4 separate regions of the Mus musculus genome follow, and all the other regions are linked to region 1. The links are chromatin contacts, called in public Hi-C and Micro-C maps. All regions are on one chromosome and are shown on one strand. Each heading gives the region's core, a stretch centred on a gene start, on an enhancer-like site or on the middle of the called end of the contact. The rest is flanking DNA. Distances are from core to core; before and after follow the strand shown.

What was found. Hi-C and Micro-C count contacts between places; a contact is called where the count stands out from the background.
Region 2: a Hi-C map of muscle stem cells shows a contact between it and region 1, with 2.0 times the contacts expected there. The contact joins the enhancer-like site here to the promoter of Nav2 in region 1. A contact is called at or near these places in 2 of 39 promoter capture datasets (cranial neural crest and maxillary cranial neural crest), 4 of 484 Hi-C or Micro-C datasets (cerebral cortex, cortical neurons and muscle stem cells), 2 of 115 datasets of contacts at active chromatin or transcription factors (cardiomyocytes and forebrain) and 1 of 9 other capture datasets (liver).
Region 3: a Micro-C map of embryonic stem cells shows a contact between it and region 1, with 2.8 times the contacts expected there. The contact joins the enhancer-like site here to the promoter of Nav2 in region 1. A contact is called at or near these places in 4 of 484 Hi-C or Micro-C datasets (bone marrow-derived macrophages, embryonic stem cells, nephron progenitors and 1 more), 3 of 115 datasets of contacts at active chromatin or transcription factors (double positive thymocytes, embryonic stem cells and pancreatic cancer cells) and 2 of 9 other capture datasets (adipose tissue and pancreatic islet).
Region 4: a Hi-C map of uterus shows a contact between it and region 1. The contact joins the enhancer-like site here to the promoter of Nav2 in region 1. A contact is called at or near these places in 2 of 39 promoter capture datasets (hippocampal neurons and pre-B cells), 11 of 484 Hi-C or Micro-C datasets (the HPC-7 cell line, differentiating embryonic stem cells, embryonic fibroblasts and 4 more), 1 of 115 datasets of contacts at active chromatin or transcription factors (embryonic stem cells) and 1 of 9 other capture datasets (adipose tissue).

Annotation. Positions count from the first base shown.
Region 1 is chr7:49,244,097-49,247,859 of GRCm38.p6, reverse strand. Nav2 (neuron navigator 2) reads right to left here and starts at 1,671. Exons shown (of 39, transcript NM_175272.3): 1 at 662-1,671. The coding sequence starts at 919.
Region 2 is chr7:49,370,470-49,374,232 of GRCm38.p6, reverse strand. Nav2 (neuron navigator 2) reads right to left here. Exons shown (of 39, transcript NM_175272.3): 3 at 1,864-1,916. Among named protein-coding and RNA genes, the nearest start is that of Gm51448, 22 kb to the right of the region's middle. Within about 2 kb of position 2,057, at least 11 of the 459 cell types and tissues checked have an H3K27ac peak or open chromatin away from gene starts, as enhancers often do. A contact at or near this core is called in cortical neurons and muscle stem cells, where this site is marked.
Region 3 is chr7:49,345,810-49,349,572 of GRCm38.p6, reverse strand. The region is part of intron 1 of Nav2 (neuron navigator 2); the gene reads right to left. The region is part of intron 2 of Gm51448 (a long non-coding RNA gene); the gene reads left to right. Among named protein-coding and RNA genes, the nearest start is that of Gm51448, 2.9 kb to the left of the region's middle. Within about 2 kb of position 2,147, at least 9 of the 459 cell types and tissues checked have an H3K27ac peak or open chromatin away from gene starts, as enhancers often do. A contact at or near this core is called in embryonic stem cells, where this site is marked.
Region 4 is chr7:49,316,829-49,320,591 of GRCm38.p6, reverse strand. All of the region lies in intron 1 of Nav2 (neuron navigator 2), which reads right to left. Among named protein-coding and RNA genes, the nearest start is that of Gm51448, 32 kb to the left of the region's middle. Within about 2 kb of position 2,106, at least 28 of the 459 cell types and tissues checked have an H3K27ac peak or open chromatin away from gene starts, as enhancers often do. A contact at or near this core is called in embryonic fibroblasts and uterus, where this site is marked.

The sequences.
Region 1 (3,763 bases), core at 422-2,921:
ATAGACTACCCAAGAAGGAGGGGCTTAGCTACAGCAGCCATTCTGAGACAGCCAAGCCACCCCAGTTACTAGGAGTCTGTAGCAGCTAGCAGTTGGCAGCACCTGGCCAGAATCCCTTCTCCCTAATGATGGGGCAGAGACCAGCCATCTTCAAGCTAGGAGGAGGGTTAAGTTCAGGGCAACCACTCAGTATCCCTTGTCCTAGATCTCACAGCTGAGCCAGGTAGTACCCAACCCATCAAGGCACCAGGCCACTCCTTGGGGTTACAACCTGAGTATAGACACACATCACAACAGCAGATACCCATCCTCTTGGGGCCAAGCGCTCGGCACTGATGGCCCTTAACATTTCCAATGTCAGCATGCATTTTTTTGAAAGCACCCCTACACCTGCTCCAGCCCCATAGAAGCAGCTGGCTGCCAGCACGCCTTAGCTTTGCAGAGCTCCCCGGGAGAGCCTCTGGCACCCTGGCCAGCTAAACCCCTCCTGGCCACACCCACTGACCAATGTATCCTTCCAATCTGGCAGCATAAGGGGTATGCTTCCTCTCTCCAATCACATTATGGTAGCCTCTCCTCAAGGCAACCGTCCTCCTCCCTCATGAAGGATCATCCATCACTCCCACCCTGTAATAGTGCCCCAGCACATAGCACTGCTCACCTGGGTATCGAACCCGTTCTCCAGAGAGCTGCTCTTCAGCAACGGGAGCCCCTCCCCCGTCGGCTCCTGCAGCCCCTGCGATTTCAGGGGGATTTGGCTAGTGTAGGCCGTCTTGCTCACCTCCACCTTGCTTCCCAACTTAAGATAGCAGGGCTGAGGACCAGTCCGGGCCGGGGGCACGTGCAGGATGGGCGCGGCGCTGTGCACGGGTTTGGGCAGTCCCGATTTCATTTTGGAGGCTACCAGGATGGCCGGCATCTTCTCCCGGGGCTTTGGCTTTCCCAGCACGTCCCTGGCAGCGGCGGCGGAGGCGACCGCTAAAGGCAGCGCGGGCAGCCGAGTAGGCGCCGGGCCTCGGCCCGCGAGGCGCCCACCAACAGTGGAAGAAAAAAAAAAAAAAACCCAAAAAACAGAATCCCCGGGTCGGGGAACTGGGGAAATCCTGCGAGTGCGCCTGCCGGGTGGCGGGCTAGTCACTGCCCTCAGCAGGTCCCACCTGCGCGGATGTCGCAGCGGGAGGCCTGTTCAGAAGCTCTGGGTTCTCGGGGACCGCTGCCTCTGGCAATTCTTCTCCTGGGAAACCGAGGCGTGGACGCCCATATTAACTTGTCATTGCGTCTCCGAAGTGAGAAGGCTCCTTAGGAAGAGACACCGGCTACGGGGACGCACACGTCGCGCTCTGGAGCCTGCGGGTGTGAACCTTGGAGCAAAAGAGCAGAGGATGGGGAGACGGAGGACGCACGGAGCCCAAGACGTATCAACCGCGAAGCGGCTGTCACCCAGCAAACGCGCCACAGGGTCACCCGCGCCTAGGCAGACTCTGGGCGATCTCCGCAGACAGGTCTGTCTGGGCGTGACAGCCGATCACCGATGCTCACAAGCCCCTCGAACACCAAGCACCTGAGCTTCTGCGGCTCTGGCCATGCTCCGTGCGCTCCAGCGCAGCACGGCGGTGGTGACAGAGCGCGGGCACCAGGACGCGCAGCTGGCCAGGCTGGCAGCGCTGCGCTAAGCTGAGCTCGGGGGAAGGCAGCGCGGGCTGCAGGGCTGGACGCAGGGGAGGACCGGCTGCGGCGCGCGCTGACAGCCCGGGCCGTTCCCGCGCGCCTATTGGTTAGCCGCGGACCAATCCGCGGTCGCGACTCGCACTGCAAGGGGGCGTGGCCTCAACTCCGCGGGGCCGCCGCCGAAACTCTGGGGCCGCGCTTGGCCGCAAGTACAAAGCGAGCTGGTGGCCGCTCTGCGGCACGGCCCCGGCGCGCGCCTCCCCGCGGGCCGCCACCCCTGCGTCCCCGGAGCCGCCTTTGAAAACGCCGTTGGGTTGTAGATTCCCGCCTCCTTCCACCCCCAGGCATGTGTTGGGGAAATCAGTTTCTCTTTTTCAAATCGCTCGGGTCATCTCAACGGTTTGCGGGTTCCGGAGGCACGCCCCAACCTCTCTGCACCTCCATTGGGAATGACTGGGCGGGTCTCCTTGTCCCCCGCCTGAAGGACACTCCAGCCATTTCTTCTTTCCGGGTGGGCTCAGGGGCGTCCCAACAGCTTCCTCTGCGACATTCAAAGGTTGCACGTTGCACTTAAGTATTTGAAATATTTATAGGCTGATACAATGGCCGGGGAAGCTTCGCGCCCCAAGACAGCTCCTCCTTGCCACCTACCACAGACTGTAATTAGAGTGGCTTGGTGACCCGGGCAGGCTGAGGCTAAACCTGCCCTGGTTTCATGGTTTCATGAAGGCCTTCCTTTCTCTCTCTGACTCAGGGTCTGAGGACTGAAGGGAAAATAGAAAGTGCAGACAGGGTGCATGGGGCTGATCTTCAAGGACACCCACCTTAGAGATCAGTTTGGATTTGAATTGGGAAGTTCCTCCATCTTTATAGACCTAACACTGTGTCTCATGCAAGTCAAGTGGAGGTTTGAGTACTTTTCCCTAAAAGCACTGCCCAGCTAAATGAGATAGTGTCTGGCAGTGTAGGGGACCAGAAAAAAAAAATCTGTCTTTATTATTAATGAACCCACCGGAGTATGTCCCACTGTCATCTCTTTAAGCCACTTTTCTGTGTCTAGGACAGATGTTGTCACTTTCTTCCTATCCTATAGCCTGAAGTTGTAACATCCATAGGGTTGAATTTCACTCATCCTAATGATATGGGCTATATCATTCTCAAACTTACCTGGCAAAACTCTAATGTGGCCAGGAATGGGGGTGTAAGCTTGTAATTTCTGCTACTTTAGAGGCTGAGGCAGGAGGATCCCAGGTTGAGGTCAATTTAATGATCCTCTTTGTTCAAATAAAATGTAAAAAGGAGCTGGAGATGTAGCTCAGTGGTGGGCAGTTTGCTCGCTCCGCATCTGCCAGAATCTGTCTGATTCCAGTGTAAATAAATACTGTAAATAAATACCCAATCCTCGACTGGTTTTAGGCAGTGGAACCTCTGGGAGGTTGTAAGTACGTGACCGAGAGGTCCTCATGATGGGCCCAGTGCCATGTTAGAGGAGACACGATGAAGATGGATAACTTCTGATAGTGCAATGGCAGCCTTTCTGAATCCACAGAAACCACAGCCCTTGACAAGAATCTGACCATGGCTGCAGCCTGATCTCAGATCTCCAGCCTCTAGGCCTAGGAGAAAGAGGCATTTGTTGTTAAAGCGGCCCTGTCAACAGCATTTTGTGTTAGTAGCTTAAACTAAGAGCCCAGACTGAAGTAAAAGTTCAGTTTTCAAACAGCCCCTGGAGTGTTGAGATGTGACATGATACTCCCTGCTCCCATATTTCCCAGCCTGTTTGCAGGCCCTTTCTACCCTAGCTCGGGGGGGGGGGGGATGCACATAGCCTGGTTTAGCTCTTTAAATCACAAGTTTGTCCCTGACATGGTATACTCTGCCCTCGTCCATCTGGACAATCTCCTATGCTAGTATCTTGTTTTATTTAACATATTTATTGTTCCGAGCAGTCTCTTCTAAAGGAATAAATGTTTGGAAGAGCCGTCTTTTGACTTTCATGAGATTCTGTCAGAAGCAAGCAGAACGCTATGGACTGAAAAGCTACCCAGATTGTCACTGAATGGATGAGTGGTGCAGTTGCCTTTGAGTAAGAACG
Region 2 (3,763 bases), core at 808-3,307, 130 kb before region 1:
ATGCACGTGTGTGTATAGGCACACATATTCAGTCAGTCAAAGCAACACCTCACTTTCCATATGAGCTGGTGGAACTGGCATGTGCACTTGTCACTATCTTAAGGTACTGTAAAGGACAATATGTGGCAAACACATCGCCACCCTCTCCTCATCTCCAACAGAATTGAATGGCTATCGTAGACATTCCTCATCTCCCTGGGCTCACATTATGTTTGCTGAACCCTTCTCTGCTAGGTTTGCCATAAAGCTGTCTGCCTCCCCACCCCAGACTGGGACCAATTATCACAGGCAATTATAGGATTTTATACTGCTGTTCTAAAAAAGAAAAACAGAAAAAAACCCACACTGCCCTCCTCCTCAGTACTAACATAGCTGAGCTGTGGGGAAGCCACAGGATTGCTTTGCTCTTGTGATAGTATTTATAACAAACACATTTGAGGATAAAAATAAATTTGCCCAGAAGAGTCTGAGATGGTAGCATTTCACAAGCTTGAGAGTAGACGTTAATGACAACAAGCAGCATCGTCAACACACAGGGCAGGACATACATTTGGACCAAATAAAATAAATGGCTGCCTACCTTCAAATGTTAGCTCTATGTGCATGACACCAGGCTAGGAGAAATGAATTTACATCTGTCCTAGAGAGAAGGAAGGGACGCCTCTCTTTCACACGAAGACTGCCTCATGTATGTAAAATGCTCACACTGAAATTAAGTCTTCTATTGTCCAAACTTTTTCAATTATTAATACACTAGACAGCTGCAGAAGCACTAGTAAAAATAGCAGCCAACCCTTCCCAAGAGTCAGAGCTGTTCTCAGAGTCCTGGCTGGGGATTTGCCTACATAAGGAATGGTTGGTCTATGGAGCAAAAAGCCTCTAGGGGGCTCACCAAAGAGAAGGAACTTGTTTCAGGATGTAAAGTGGAAAATGAGACTTTGACACACACATGTACACACACACAGTTGTATATATACACACACACATGCATACTTCTTTATAATAACAATAGGTTCTATGCATTTTAAAAAGTTGTCTACAAAGGTCACCTCTGTCCAACTCTTCAGGATACAAACAAGCCAGAACATTAAAGAGTTTAAGAACTGCCAGGCACTCTGGAATCTGTGGAATCTGTCAAATGGTGGGGAGTCGGGTGGGGATGGAAAAATACTTTGTTCCCTTCTTTAGATTTCTGAAGCAAATCCATGTCCAGATATTCGGACATCCTACCAGACTCTGACAACAAGGTACTCTCTGAGTGAAACACTGAGTTCATGCAACACCGGCCACCATTCTCCCAACACCGATATTAATATGAACTCAAGGACTTGGCAACATGAGGAAAGAAAAGACTTAAAGATTAATTTTGTATTGTAAAAGCTTAAATACATCACACTCGCCAGGACATCACTCGTCATGGTTGCTGAGAAGAGTTCAGAAGAAGCCACTGTCCATTTTCCACTTAATACCACAGTGCCAATTGCATGTCCCTCTCCCCTTTACAGACCAGGGCACATGTCCCACCCTGATCAGCCAGATCCCATCATCCCACCTGGGCCTCTGCACCCTACACAGGCATCGAGCCATAGAGGGTCCCATTCTATATGACTTCTTTTAATATAAAGAATGTTTTGTTTTTGTATCCTGGCTATACAGGCATCACAAACATTTTTTTTTCACAAACATTTCTTAGTGAATGCCAACAAATATGTCAGAAGCAGAAAGCACAGCTACTTGGGGATGGAGGTTGGGGAATTAGCCCCATGGAGCAGCTTCTGGTGTGAATGTTTTTCAAGCTGCTCAGGTCTTTCAGAGACCATGGCCTGCTAACCTTACACAAATACTACCCACAGACCCACTTACCATTTGCGATCTGTTCTTTGGACAGCCATTGATGTCTTCAATCTTGTCATTTGCTGTAAAAGGAGACACAAGTTAGCAAAACAAATAGCAGACAGGAGTCCAGCCAAGTCCGAAGTCTCACACTGGGGTCCGTCTGAATGAGGCTGTGTGTGAAATGCTGAGCTGCATCTAGCAAGCTTTGGGACTTACTCATCGAGCTGCCATCCTCCAGGGACAGCTGGGGTAAGGTCATCACCACTTCAAGTAGAGACAACTGCACTGACAATCATCTTGCCTTGACGGGGAATGGTGGCAATGTCTGACCTGAAGGACAGTGAGCTGCGGTTGCACGGCAGGCTACAGACACAAGTTTAACTGCAGCTTCTCCACAAAGGTGGGGTGCTTCTGAGAGGACTGGCCCACTTCTGACTCAGCAGGTGGGGACAGAAGCCAATGAAAGCTGCTCAAAGCAGCTGTAGCCAGAAGTACTAGTATTGCCCTTGGGCGCTCTGACTTCATGCAGTGGAGGCAAATATGGAGATGGAGAGTCAAACCCCCAAAACACCTTAACCAAGACCAGATAGCAAATCCAAATAGATCAGGGTGCACACATGCTTGAAGTGGTACCTTGCTATGGGAAAAGTAAAAGAAAGGGGGGGGGGTGCATTGAATGAACAAGAATCACATACTAATGAGGAGGGAAGATCCAGCTTCCTATGGTGAATACAATTTACCACACAGAAGCAGGAATTGCTAGGAAAATACAACCAGGGATATTTGTGGAGAGGGGACCAGTGGAAGCAGCAGCAGAAAGCTACGAACACTGCCTGTCTGCATCAGCTCTAGAGTTCCTCAGCTGTTATTCAGCCTCTCCAGGCCACAGATTCCTCCTCTATAAAGGAAGCTGACATCACCTTCAAGAAGAGCAATGAAACTGAGATGCCAAGGATACTGGTAAAATGTCACAGTGCCTGGTACACAGTAGGTGCTTTGCGTATCATTTGTTATGATATGACTCCCTGAGGGGTAGGCTCAGACACTCAGGTAGAGCTCCATATTAAAGAATAAGCCCCTATTCTCATTCCCTAAGCCCCCTATGTTACTGGAGGGAAATGTACACTGGGGTCTCTGCCCTCCAGCACTTTGTGCTGGCCTGACCTGATCCTTCTGATGTCACATGCAACATCCCCAACCCAGGCTTTGAGAGCCTGGCAGACATGCTGAGACTACATCTCACATTGTCCCAGAGCTCAAAACTGTCTGCAAAATCTAATTCCTCCCCTATTCCCTCAGATTTTTCATCAGACTATTATCACTATACTGGCTGTAACTTGCCCAGAGACGAAGACACTAAAAGACCATCTAAGAAGGATAATGGCACCAGAGAGTACCCAGGCCTTTGAGGACTTCAGAATGCTAGTCCTCCATCAGCTCAGATTACACTCGTGTTTTCTCTTGGGTTCTATCTTGAGAGAGACTCTCCGAGATGGAAAGTAAGCTAGAGGCTCCGAGCCAGCGTGGTTAACAGAGATTTGCTTGATATGTGCATGCCAACATGATTAGATGTGCAGGGTGGTGACCCACCAGGGAAATCTCCATCTTCAGAGATGAAGTTGAGGATTTTCAACCCTGCTTAATGTCAGGACACAGAGAAAGGGTTTTTTTGAAAGCCTTAAGACCAAATGAGTACCAAGAATAGGAGATTAACGCTGCCCAGTTGGCTAGGGATGTAAGTTAGGTAGAGGACTTGCCTAGCATGTACAAGGCCCTGGGTTCAATCACTAGTGGGAGAAGGGAGAGAGGGAAGGACAGTTCAATGAGCAGAATGACATTTGTTCTTTAGTTCACAAGAAAATATAAGTATCCAGAACAGATTGCTGTCATATAAACCCCATAAAAACAGAGATTCCACCTGCCTCAT
Region 3 (3,763 bases), core at 898-3,397, 100 kb before region 1:
AAACTGGATCCGGGTCTTCTGAAAGTGCTCTTAACCACTGAGCCATCCCTCCATCCCTCCATTTTAAGTTATAACTTTTTGTTTGTTTGTTTGTTGTTTTTGAACTGTGAAGACACTGAGGTTTTGTGGCCTTAGGTGAATCACAACTCCAAGAGCCTTAGCTTCCCCATCTGTATAGTGGGTCAATAGTCTTTTTTTTTTTTTTTTAAAGATTTATTTATTTATTTATTGTAAGTACACTGTAGCTGTCCTCAGACACTCCAGAAGAGGGAGTCAGATCTCGTTACAGATGGTTGTGAGCCACCATGTGGTTGCTGGGATTTGAACTCCTGACCTTCGGAAGAGCAGTCGGGTGCTCTTACCCACTGAGCCATCTCACCAGCCCGGGTCAATAGTCTTAATCACACATGGCTGGGGCAGCTTCATCTACAGTGAGGTGCGTAACACACACATAGAGAGAAGACCTTTAACTACTATTTCCTCTTTTTAGTTGCCACCCTCCAGCCCCCAAACACCGGTCCCTAACGCAGGTCCCTCAGCAGGTGTTCTCAGCTGGAACACCCTCCTCACCCAGGCACAGGGAAGACAATTTAGAGACAAATTCTGCCAGCTTTTCTCTTCTTTCTGTAAGATCCCAGCATATCCTGTAAACAAGCCTGGTCCAGGGCCCTCTACCCCTGCCCTCTCCCTCTCCCTCCCCACCCCCACTCCACTCCTGCAAATGCATACTCCTTAGTAGTCTAACCCTGCTCACATCAGGGGGTGCACAGGGACTCTGGGGGAATACACAGCTGTATCAGAGCGCAGGAGAAAGACATCAACGGAATGACAATTTGGTTGACTGGGTGAGACAGATGACTTTTTCCCCTTTACTTGCTAAACCTCAAAGCCCATGAAAACAAGGTATTTTATGGCTGAAGATGTATCTTAAGCCAGTCACAGAACAGGCACCTGTAAGACACGCTTTGCTGAGAGGCACCTCTTATGCTTGTAGGACGCACCGGATTCAGAGATGTCGAATGCACAGTTAAAAACAAATAAACAAACAAACAAACACGAAACAAACCCACCACAGTAAGCCAGAGCAGTGAGAGAGAAAAGTGGCTGTAAAAACTTTTCGGAATACTTTGGGAACCGGCTAATTTAGAGATTATGCTAAAAATCTCGAACACCTTCAATTAAATTGCATTTTTAAAAAAGCAGTAACGAATACTCAGTCCCAATTACTTCACTACAGCTTTCTGTTTCTGATGCTCCCGGGATAAGAAGCAGTTGCTGCTCTCTTGGCTGAGCGTGGGGATTCATCCCAAGGGAGCCGAGCTAGCACTGCCAGCCAGGTGTTTATCTCAAAAAGTGTGGACCATCAGGGAGTAAACGCCTGTGGGACCGGGAAAAGAAGGATGAGTTATTGTTTTTCCCCCTCCCACTCCAAGAGAGAGTTTTGTTTTGTAGACGGAGGGCATGGACATGCAAATGTGAGGGCACAGAGACTACAAGAAAATGTTTTGCATGAGAATTCAGGGAGGCAGGTGGGATGACTTGGGACCTGCCAGCAGAATGGGGGAGCTGTGTGCACAGGGCCTAACGGATGGTACCCCACTAGTCAAGTCCTGTCCAATCTATTCTCTCCTGGAAAATTTCCCACAAAATCCGTGTATCTTCCCTGGGCTTTCTAGGGCAAGCAGAGGATTCAGGAATAATAAAAGAGATGCCAAGTTTTGCTTCCCGGTGTGTGAAGGGACAGGAACGAGCAAATCAAAGCTGTAGTTGGGTTATTCCCAGTTCAGGTTTGCTTCCATGGCTCACAGGGTGCACGGTGGGCTTGCAAGAGCCCATGCAAGCACACTGTGCCTGGTAGAGGGAGAAATCTCTCCTGGCTGATGAGAGAGTCTAAGTTTCGATCTCGGCACTGGACCTCTTTGCTCTCTCTTCTGCACCGACTGCCACACACAGAGGCATGCCAACTGGCTGGCTCTGCGCTCTTCATCCCCTCCTTTGGCCTTGGCTCTTTCCCAGCCTGTCTTGGGTGAACAAAACTCACCTGACTCTTCTTGTTCCTTTCCATCAGGGCTGAGAGGTCCGAAGAGGCACAGAGATCTCAGTTCTGGGAATGAGTCACTCTTCTCAACTAGCATTTACATTTCCACCTCAATCCATCCGGGCTTAAGCATCAGGAGGGTGGATGCTTCTATGCAATCGATCTGGTAGGCCTGCCAGGTGTGGGTTTTGTCTTGTAAAAGAGGGGGGTTGTTGCTGTAGTTTAACTTTTTTTATTATTATTATTATTTTTAAATTATCTATGTGTATGGACATTTTTGTTTGGATGTGTGTTTGTGACGTGTGTATGGTATGCTGTGTGCCTGTGGCGGTCATGAGGGGTCATCAGATCCCCTGGAACTGGAATTACAGGAGCCATGTGGGTGCCGGGGAGTCAAGCCCAAGTCCTCTGGAAGAGCAACCAATACTCTTATCTGCTGAGTCATCTCTCCAGACCTGTAACTTTTTTTAAGGGTCACACAGACACAAATAAGGTGCCCAGGGCTGACTACAATTTCCAGTAGCCAGTCCAAACAGTGTTTCGCATGCAATTAAAAAAAAAAAAACTGAGTAAGGAAACAATGATGCTCCCCGATTGCCCCAGGTAAAGCAAGTCCAGAGAGCCTCCCCACCCCCAGGCACAGGGCAAAGGCAAGACAGTGGGGTCTTTCCACAGCTTCACCCAGAAAAAATGTGGGAGGTAGATGGCTTAGAGCCCAGGACTATAATATGCATGCATATGCATTATTTCTGTATATGGCGATATGCACACATTCATATCCTTTTACTCAAGGGATGCATCAGCCATTAATAGCAAGTCATGAGACACTGACTTCTGAGATGATCAGGTACAGATATTTCAACCCCAAAGCATTTGGCTAGATGAGTGGGCGTTGTATTCTGAAATTCACAAATGTGTGTGAGTGACACACAGGGAATTCTACACCTGGAGTGTGACATGAGACCTGGAGACAGGTCCTGGCTTCACCCCCTTCTTACACCCAGACCTGGTAAGTCACACAAACTTTTCTAAGTCTTCCTCCGCTTCTCTGAAACACAGGCACAGGCAGCACTGGAAGTCTACATCTTAAGAGTGGCCCCTGGCAGGCATTTAATGAAGAACCGGGAGGCCTGCTCAGGAAAGCACTGCCAGACTCCAGAAGGTCTGACACTGTCCTAAGGGGTCAGAGCACCCCATGTCACTTGTCAAAGAGAACCAGGACTTGCCTGACAGACGCACTTCTGTGCTGTGGGTGGGAAAGTCGTGTTTTTTTTTTAATCATTTTATTTATTTATTTATTATTATATGTAAGTACACTGTAGCTGTCTTCAGACACACCAGAAGAGGGTTTCAGATCTCATTACGGATGGTTGTGAGCCACCATGTGGTTGCTGGGATTTGAACTCTGGACCTTCGGAAGAGCAGTCGGGTGCTCTTACCCACTGAGCCATCTCACCAGCCCGAAAGTCGTGTTTTAAAGTAACTTTAAAAACACAGGACTGCAGGCCGTCCCCAGCAGTGGCTGCCACTGCCCTACCCTAGAAACACATTTCACTCTCCTTCCCCTTATGAGAGCTTCACTCCCCTCTCAGCAATTCTAGAGATTTGGCTTCCCTGGAAGCAACCAAGTGACTGCTGTGCCTTGTGCCCTGGGTTCTTCTCCATCCCAGGGGTCAGAACTGCCAGGCCTATGGAGGTTGCTATGTTTTATGTTTTTACAATAGG
Region 4 (3,763 bases), core at 857-3,356, 72 kb before region 1:
CCACACCTTTCCCTGCTGCTGCTACCTTCTCCTCACTAGGCTCTCTCCAGGGAGATTTGGTGCCTGCTGTCTGGATGGTCACAGCCCTGGCGACTAACCAACCACTTGACCACCCGAACTCTTCTCTAGCATAAGGAAAGTGACAGCTGTTGCGGTCCTCACTTGGGAACTGTTTTTGGGGGAAAGAATTTACAGTACCCCAATTCTTTTGTCCTATGACATCAACAAAAGCAATGGGCCAGAGCTTTCCTGTGGAGCAAGGGCTCCTCTGAACACCCATCAGGCACAGCTTTCTACAACCTTGCTGGCATGTGCCCCACAAGAAAGGAGAGGGGCTCTGTAATCTGGCTGCTCATAGGTCCCAGCAGATGTGATGTGCAGGGTGGGTGGGGCAGGGAAAGGGCTTGTCCTCTTGTCTTCTAGCAGCTGGTGAGGTGATAATGGTTAACCTGGGACCAAGTGCCACGATCTCTTGGTGTTCTTGGTGTGAGCCATGTCTACTCTATATGAGACTTGACTGTATCTGGGGCTAGGCACAGTTTCTAATGAGTGCTGGTGGATATAGATTCTTTAAGCCAGATTGATCTGAGCTCAAAATTGTGGTTCTCCTTCTCGCCAAGTATATAACTTTGGGAAAGCTACCTTTGGAGACTTGGTTTCCCTCCCTATCAAAGAGTGTCACTAATAGTACTTAAACCACAGGGCTGTTGTGCAAATAAATGAGATAGTTCATATAAAGGAATAGAACAGGTCATGTCCCACCACCGTGACATGAATTTGAAGATGCTGGTAGTGTTCATTCTCTCTCTCTCTCTCTCTCTCTCTCTCTCTCTCTCTCTCTCTCTCTCACACACACACACACACACACACACACACACACACATGTATGAGTGTGTGTGTGTTAATGTGTATGTATGTGTGTTAGTGTGTGAGTATGTATGTGAGTGTGTACCTGTGAGTGTGTGAGTGTGTGTGTGTGTGTGTGTAGTTGATATCTGATCTGGTGTCTTCCTCTGTCATTGTCCAACTTATTTTTGAGAGTCTCCCACTGAACCTGGAGCTCACTGATTCAGCAAGACTGGCCCATGAGCCAGAAGAAACAGCCTGCACTGATATTGTACACATATGCCTCTGTGCCTGGCTTTTAGTGGATGCTAGGACTCAACTCAGCTCCTCACACAGCCACTTTCCCCGTGCCTGAAAACACAACAGTATTCTTTTCAATTGGCTAAGTCACGGAAGCAAAAGTGTCAGCCGATGCTGCCCCGAGTCCTACTCTCAGAAAAGGAGAGACCCAAGCAACTGTGTGGCACCGAGACAAAGCTGTGCTCGCTGACTCCACCACAACATCCTCACGAGCTGGGATGAGAGATGTGCACACGCTTCAATCTTCCAAACAGGCAGATGCCTCAAGCAAATGTTTCACATTCGGTTCATCTACCGCACTAAACTACAGAAGACATAGCCAAGGCTCAGTGATGTCAGGGTCACAGGGCCAGTGAGCAGCAGCTGGAACTCATACAATAGCCAGAACGACTGTAATATTGTATTGTGACATGTATGGTCACAAACACCCCACATGCTAACTCAGTCTTTTACATATCCCAGGAGAAGAGGGACCACGATTATCCCCAACACAGATGAGAAAAATAGAGGTCTGGATGGTTGTACAAGTGAGTAGTTGGGGTGGGCAGGGACGGAGGAAAGGAGAAGCTTTATTCTATTTCTTACATTACCTTGTACCCTGAGAAGTGCCGGTTATGCTCATTGGACTATTCTGTCTCTGAGAAGAAAAACTGAGTCCCGAGGTGCCTGAGACAACTATGTAGGGGTGAAAACTGCACTGCTCAAGTCTGTGACCTTAAGAATGGGTTTGGCCTGGAACTCTGCACTGAAAGTGTACAGCCCCGACCATATATGGCTCTCTGAACTAGGTCATCCTCCTTTCTGGGGAAGACTGTGAAGGCCATAAGAACATGGGCTGAGGCTGCTGTCAGGCTCTTCCCAGAGCTAGCCGTGGCCCTTCCGTGGCCCTTCTGTGGCCGGGCACTCGAGAGCTACACACAATGAGCGGCACAGCCCGGGAGATCCTGGGCAATTTACCAGGCCCTTGGTTTTTCCTTTTTGGCAGAGAGAAGGAAGTTAGTTGCCTTCGTGGGTTGCTTTGAGGTCATAAAAACGGTCATAAAGCATTTTCCCAGATTCAAAGTCCAGGTTTGCAAAATGCTGTTGAACTCAGCCATGAGAAGAGTAATCAGAGAAGAAGTCGGGGCTTTGCAAGATTCCCAGAAAGTAGTCTGAGAATGTAAAGAATCTTCATGACTTCTCCATGCTTCATGCAGCCGAGGCTCCGCTCCAGGGAGGGGCAGAGAGGCTCCAGGGCTACTGCAGGGCAACTAGCAATGTTCAAGACAGTGCCATGATGCTTAATCCATTCATAGGCTGTCCTGTCTAACACATTCCTCATCTACCATTAGACAGCCCATACTGAGAGTTACTCTATCTTTAATCTAGTCCTGACCGATTCACTTCTAAGATGAGACTTGGGTTAACTTCTCTTATATCAGCTTGCATGGATTCTTTCTATCTTTTATCCTATGTGCTTTGATGGAATTCAAGTCTGTGTTTATCTGAAACTCACATAGAGCCAGACAGTGAGCTGTTTTGTGTTGTCAAGCTACTTCTCTGTTGTTGCTCTGTTTGTTATTTAGAAAGAGTCTTGTGTGGCCCAGACCATACTCAAACTCACTATTTAATTGGGGAGGACCTTGAACTTCAGATTCTCCTGCCTCCCCTCTTTTTGGGTGTTAGGATTAATAGAATGCACCACCATACCCAGTTTTATGCATCTTGGGGATGGAACCCAGGGCTTTGTGCATTGCTAAGCGACCAACTTCCATACCAGTTCCAGTAGCAGTGAAGCCTGCAAATACATCATGCATTTGGCATTATGGCAGGGAGGGAGATGGCCAAACCTCTTGGGGCTGGTGGAGGGGGCAGGTCAAACCTCTTTATACCAAAGTTTTCAGAAAGTCAAAGAATGGGCCTTAGGATTTCCTTTTCTTTTTTGTCCTTTTGTTGTTTTGTTTTGTTTGAGACAGGGTTTTACTGTATACCTCTGGCTGTCCTGCAACCCACTCTGTAGACCAGGGTGGCCTCAATCTTCAAAATCTGCCTGCCTCTGTCTCACAAGTGCTGGGATTAAAGGTATGTACCACCACACCTAGCTGACTTTGGGATTTCAAGGGCTTAAAAAGCCTTTAAAAGTATTTATTTTAATAATAATTAAGCATACATGAAATATTACATTAAAAAATGGGTTGTCTGTTACTCACAACGATTTCTTGGGCATCTTGTCTCTGGAAAGCAATATGCTTACGGTCCTGAGAAACACAAAGAAGAGAACTACCATCATCAGCTGACTTCTAGTCTGCTCTTAACCAACTGTAAATCAGGAAGAGGGATGAAGAGCCAATTCTTAGTCAAGGTGTGTTTGTTGAGCACTAATCTTATCTGATACTGGGGATACCTTTGAAAGCAGTCAAGCAGGATTTTAGTTCTCAGAGGAGACCAGCACTCTGCCTAAGAACTGACATGGGTGGGATGAAAGAAGCAGCAGCCAGGGACTGAGATTCTGAAGACAGTACCTGTGACAGAGCAGAGGAGGTCTCTGGGAAGGAGCTCCATTTAGATGGCCAAGAGCCATGAATGAGAAGAGCCTGCTGGAAAACCCCCAGCATGGGAAAGAGCTCAGGGAATCCAA